Regions from separate parts of the Mus musculus genome. Here region 1 is linked to region 2. Evidence: chromatin contacts called from public HiCAR-type data. All regions are on one chromosome and are shown on one strand. Each heading gives the region's core, a stretch centred on a gene start, on an enhancer-like site or on the middle of the called end of the contact. The rest is flanking DNA. Distances are from core to core; before and after follow the strand shown.

Evidence for each region. HiCAR-type assays count read pairs that join an accessible place to other places.
Region 1: a HiCAR-type map of kidney shows a contact between it and region 2, with 5 times the contacts expected there. The contact joins two enhancer-like sites. A contact is called at or near these places in 3 of 484 Hi-C or Micro-C datasets (all in liver) and 4 of 115 datasets of contacts at active chromatin or transcription factors (hepatocytes, kidney and liver).

Annotation. Positions count from the first base shown.
Region 1 is chrX:98,050,224-98,053,278 of GRCm38.p6, reverse strand. No RefSeq gene overlaps it. Among named protein-coding and RNA genes, the nearest start is that of Ar, 97 kb to the left of the region's middle. Within about 2 kb of position 1,633, at least 4 of the 459 cell types and tissues checked have an H3K27ac peak or open chromatin away from gene starts, as enhancers often do. A contact at or near this core is called in kidney and liver, where this site is marked.
Region 2 is chrX:97,746,772-97,749,911 of GRCm38.p6, reverse strand. No RefSeq gene overlaps it. Among named protein-coding and RNA genes, the nearest start is that of Eda2r, 370 kb to the right of the region's middle. Within about 2 kb of position 1,496, at least 7 of the 459 cell types and tissues checked have an H3K27ac peak or open chromatin away from gene starts, as enhancers often do. A contact at or near this core is called in kidney and liver, where this site is marked.

The DNA of each region.
Region 1 (3,055 bases), core at 384-2,883, 300 kb before region 2:
CCCCTTGACTGGAAAACAAAAAAGTTTAATTCCTGTTCTGATGTAGACATCTATAGAGTGATACAAAAAAAAAAAAGAAAGAAAAGAAAAGAAAAGAAAAGAAAAGAAAAGAAAAGAAAAGAAAACTTAACCAGTGATGCTGAAAAAAAAAACTACTAGAGGACTTTACTGCATTATGACTGCCAGGGGGCAGGAATTATCTTTGACCTCTATCAATCTTTTACAAGAATTCTATTTCTGTGATCTTCCTTGACTTCCCACGACAAAGTACTGACTCTCTTTTAGTCAAATTTAACAACCTAACCAGGCTCTATGCCGCCTCATACTTACTTCCCAGATCAATGCATGACTGCTGCTTTCAAACCACATGATTAGCTCAAAGACTTTACTGGTTAATATTTATAAAAAACACTTTGAAGATGAAATCTTTGTTGTGTAGGGAAACACTAGACACAGATAGTGGAATTTTGAGATCTAGGCTTTCTTGTCTAATGGCAATATTAAACAATACAGTTTTTTTTACTTAATGTGGTCGTTTCAGTGACAATAGTCTTCTTAGACTGAAATAACAAAGGTCAAATAAAGAGGCTGCAAAATCTGATGGGGTTTTTCCCAGTTCCATTATAGAATGCCTGGATTACTTCTGAAGACAAGTTATTATTGCTTCATCTCTCTAACCTTCAGTATCCCCTGCCTTCCAGGCCCCATGTCTACAAAAGGCTCTGGAATAATTCTTAGCAAGGAAGCACTTCATACTATTAAGAGAAGGTGGGAATGGGTGGGTAGGGAAGTGGGGGGGAGGGTATGGGGGACTTTTGGGATAGCATTCTAAATGTAATTGAGGAAAATAAGTAATAATAAAAATATTTTTTTAAAAAAAGAGAGAAGCATAGTCAACAATGCCCTGTCTGGAATTAGCTTTAAATGTCACCTATGCATAGAAACCTATCAAACTGAATTTTTAAAAGAAATAATACAGAAGCATTAATGTTAGTTTTACAGAGACAGATAACTTAGTTTGATACAATTTTCTATCCATTATTCTAGTGCCAGAAATGCCCAAGCTAGAAGAGTGTGGAGAAACAAAAACATCAATTCTTTTCTGTTGGACTTCTGAAAAGATTCCACCTTCTTCCTTTAAAAGGAACTGAAGCATCTGTGTTTTTAATTACACACCAGGTATAACTACACCCTGCCAAGAATGCAGCAGCACTGTGAGATCAAGGAGCAGAACCAAAAGAAGACAACTTGAGCTTGGCTTGGAATTCCAACCTCAGCCCAAGTCTGTGACTGGGAACATATCCATGCAACTCCATGGCCTGCCTCCTGGACAGGCTGTCACCCAAGCAATTGAGTAAGAGGGCAAAGGACAAGGGTGAGAAGGTGCTTCTTCAGCTCCTGTCTTTTAGCTGTGTCAGTCTGCCAGCCTGACTTTCACTGGAACCAGTTTACACTAACAAAACGATTTGCTTTTCCAGAAGCTCCCTGGGCATATCTTATGGTCTTATATTGACATTAGTTTTTGGCCCTGGGTCATTAGAAACCTGAATGAATTTCAAGGAGTCCCAGCACCCTTGATAGGTTACCAAACGTTTTGAACTGGCTAGTTCAAACATGCATTTACTAAGCAAAGCACTCTGTGCCAGGCCAGTACTAGGAACTGGGGTACAAAGTGTGATGAGGCCTAAGCTCTGCCCTTCAGGACCTCATAGCCTATTTACAAAGTGAGAGCCATGAAGAGATTATTTCAATACAAATCTATTAAGGACAGGCTAGAAATTAGAACTTCAAGACTTATAAGCAATAGAAGAAGCACACCTATCCAAGTATAGGGGCATGAGAGACTCCCTGAAGTTGGACTCACTAGATACAGTTCAAATTCAAAGGACTTAGTTGAAGAAAAATGGACAGAATATATACTGTAAATGCCAAATAAAGAACAGTAAAGACAGGTTCAGGGAGTATCTAAAGCACTCTGCTTACGCAATGATGAGTCAGGACTTCTAAAACTTACAGGTCCAAATTTGCAGGAATGAGAGAAGCTGGACAATAAGAGTGAAGAAGACTTACTCATGGGAGTATTAGATGTTTCTTTAAATGGCACTTGTACTCTAAAGTAACTGGGAAAATAGTTAGCAATTATATCACATGATCAACCACCCAAAGCTTCTATAGACAACAAACAAAAAATAGTAGAGTTGAGGAATGAGATGGGCAAAAAGAGTTGCAAGCCATATCTATGTTCATAATATAGAAGGAGCTCAATCAACTCAGTGGCATAAACATCTAATTGAAAATGGGTGAAATTTTTCAATATTTCTTCAAAAAAAGGCAAATGCAGAACAGATACAAGAGAATATATTGAATATGACTAAGCATCATGGAAATGCAAATCTAAACCACAATGAGATATTACATTATATCAGTTGATTAATTTTTATCAAAGAGTCAAAAGATAACTGTTGAGTTGAGTATAAAGTAAATGAACATTTGCATATTGTTTGTGGGCACATAAATTAGTGTGACTTGGGTATCACATTATAGAGGTCTCCAAAATGTAAAAGCAGAGGGTTTAGAAAGATAGACCAGTGGTTACGAGAACTGAATGCTCTTCTAGAAGACCTGGGTTTAATTCTCTTTACAACTGCCTGTAACTTCCAGGGAAGTCACAAAAAAATGAATGTTTCATATAAATATACCTGTTTCCCTCGTTTGATGAAAAAGAAAGATGCATTGAAGGCTGTGTTATGAATGACTAAACAAGCCTATAGCAGAGTTTGGAAGCTGATTATGGGATAATCATTTGGAGAACCACTCCCTGATGATGACTTTAGGATTCCTACATCTTTCCTTCCTCCTTTCATCCTTATTTTCTCTCTTTTAACATAAGAAATATTTTCATATAACTTTTATAATCTCTAAAGCTCTATATAGACTAACAGGTTCCTAACTTTCCCCTCCTAACTACTGTATCCACTTTAATATTTTTTTTACAAAGTTTATCTAATACTTGGCCCTTATCCTTACTCATCCTACCTCTCCTTTTCATAGTTAA
Region 2 (3,140 bases), core at 247-2,746:
TATCTCTTCATCCCAAGTTTCTAATTCTCAAATCTTACTTTCACTATGAAAATCCTGTCCAGTTCTGGCCTTCACAGGACACAAATAAAGGAATAATTAAAGACTCACAGACTATTTCAAGTATTTCTTCCTCTTCCAAGATAGGAGGGACTAAAGGTTTATACCTGACTTAATTTCCCTTAATTATCCATTGTTTTAAGATCAAATTAATCCCAAATATGGACTTAGGTATCATGAAGAATATTCACTTCTTTTGTCCCCCATAGCAGATGTTTATTGTTTGAAGGCAGAAATCTACATGATTCCTGCCATTTTCACATTTTACTTTCTTTTTGACTTTCTCTGTTCTAGGGCAGAACTTAAATTGTATTGCAAATTTCTGTAGACAGTTCTTTATATGATTTCAATGTTGTACCTAAGAAGAGCCCAAATTTTATTGCAGGATTCTGAGAATACTGCACTGATCTGTCTGCAGCAAACAAGTACCTCGTCATTAAAATGTTCTTGGAAGAGCAGAAATGCTTATCAAATAACTGTGCTCCTATTTCAAAGCTCAAATTATTGGAATGCTTTTGCTCCATTTCCATATTTTCACCTTCATACTCCTTTGACTTCTTAATTCACTAAGAGGTAGAGGAATTCTTTACCTCCTGCTTTCAAAGATTTTTCTTCTTCCCTCACCTACAATGCAATTGTATCCTCAATCAGTCCTAATCTTTCAACCCAGACTTCTCTGTTTTAGTTTGAACCACCTGCAAGCTCTTTCCTTCATGCTTAAGACCTGACTGCCAAACAGAACTTTCCCACTGGTCATTGTTAGTTGCTTCTGACATCCTTCAGCAGATTGGCTAAGGCTAGGTAAAAGCAGCATGAGAAAAAGAGCAGAGGTAATAAAGGCTGGACGAAAGAAAATTTTAAGACAGATGCAATTAAAGTAGTGGAACGAAAAAGTACAAATCAGAAAAAAAAGTTTACCAGCAAAATGAGAAAGGAAAGAAAGTAAAACAGGCTTTATTGGATGTTTTTGACAGTGGTGAGGTACAGTAGAACAGTGTGTCCCTGGCAAAGATGAAACACTGGGCTCTGGCCAAATAGTTCCATCCTAGTGACCTTTAGATAGCTAACCATGACTACTCAGCACAGACACATGAGTAAATAAATAAATAAACTTTAAAGACATGTGTGCAAAAAAGCATGCACAGCACACACACACACATTCACATGCATGTGTGCACACACAAGGACACACACACAGACACAGAAACACAGACACACATACACACAATAAAATCAGACTAAGAAAATTAATCGAGTAATGGAGAGCTGATCAAAGGCCCCCCTACTCCTCACCATATTCTGTGATTAACTTGTTGTTCCAACCTGCAGCTCCCTACTTCCTTGAGCTCACTTCCAGCAGGGAGGGGGAAGGCCAAAATGATGATGCAGGCTGATAACTTCTGAAATGTCCCTTAGTTTGGCACAAGCAAGGCTTGAAGAAATAGAAGCAAACTAGCAAGCCTAGTGAGGACATGACCTTAGGAAATGGAAGAGTTCTCTAGAGAGCCAAGAACTTGTTTGGCTACAGAAAGGCTTAGCTTTCTCAAATAATAGTAGGACACTTGAAAGTGAGAAAGGCAACCTCATGCTCATATAGTTTTCTCTACCTGTTTTAGACTGTCTAATGAATACATACATTTGCTGCTAAATTTTCCTGGCAAGTATTTGTTAACCAAACCCAAAATCTCTGATCTTTATTTGTTTGTTTTGAGCTTTCTCTTAATGCATATTATCCAGTGGTTATACTTTTTCTGTCCATCTGTCTGAGAAAAAAAATATTCATTTTCTCCAGAATAGATATAAGCTCCTCACTCCTTTCAGAAGGCATAGGGAACACTCTACTATGGTGATACAAACTTTCTTGGAAGGAATTACAACACAGAACCAGAAAGTGTTTGAAATAGATGTTTAAGGGGATTGATCTTGGAGACGATGCATTATATGCCATTTTATTTCCATTTTAAGGATATCAGATAGTGTTACAACCTGAAAAGTGCCTCAAATCAATCCTGTAAGCTACATACAGATGAGTCCAGACCCAAAAACTCCCAAGACAGAGAAGATTCAGGATTAGTTTTTCTCTTGTTTATTCCAAGTTAAAAGGAGGTTCAGTGACCTGCCCAAACTGCTATCCAGCTCAAGGGGAGGCTTCAGGGCCTGACAATCTTACTGATGCTATGTGCTTACAGAAAAGAGCCTAGCATGACTGTCTTCCGAGAGGCTCAACAAGCAGCTGAAAAACTCAGATGTAGATATTTGTACCCTGCTAATGGATAGAGGTCAGGGAACTCTTTTCTTGAATTAGGGAAAAGCTAGAAGAAGCTGAGAAGGAGGGTGAACCCATAGGAAGACCAGTAGTTTCAACTAACCTGGGCCCCTGAGATCTCTCAAACACTGAGCCACCAACCAGGCAATGTACACTAGCTGGTGCAAGGCCCCAACACACATACAGCAGAGAACTGCTTGGTCTGGCTTCAGTGGGAGAAGATTTGCCTAACCCTGGAGAGACTTGAGGCCCCAGTGAGTGAGAAGGCATGACAGGAGTGCGGTGGGGTGAGGACATCTTCTTGGAGACAGGGAGAAGAGAATTGGGAGGTGGAACTGTGGGAGGGCAGACCAGGATGGGGTAAAAAAAAATAAAAGTACATTCTATTTTATATTTTCCCTGAAAGAAGTCCTCATGACTCAAGATATTTGGCATCTCTTTGTAGCAGTACAAACAATGAAGAATGATCTAGAGATGTATTTACTTTGTGATTTTCCAAAGGTTCTAGAGTATCCTCTCCCACCTTATACTAGCCACAACACATTATGAGCAGTGGAGAGCTTTGAAGATGTAGGCGGATTTCTTTAAGAATATTTTATGTCATATCCCAGTGACTTTTTCTACTTTTGCATATTATCACAAGGCAAAATTCTTTCCCCTCAATTATGTCATCCAAAAACCCTAAAATAGGGACAGAACAGGTTGAGACATAATATTTCTGTTTTTTTTCATAAGAGTAGTATACTTATATTCGTTCCATGGGAAATGATACAGTTGAAAGACATTTTTTAAGAAATACATCTGAGCTTTATTATGG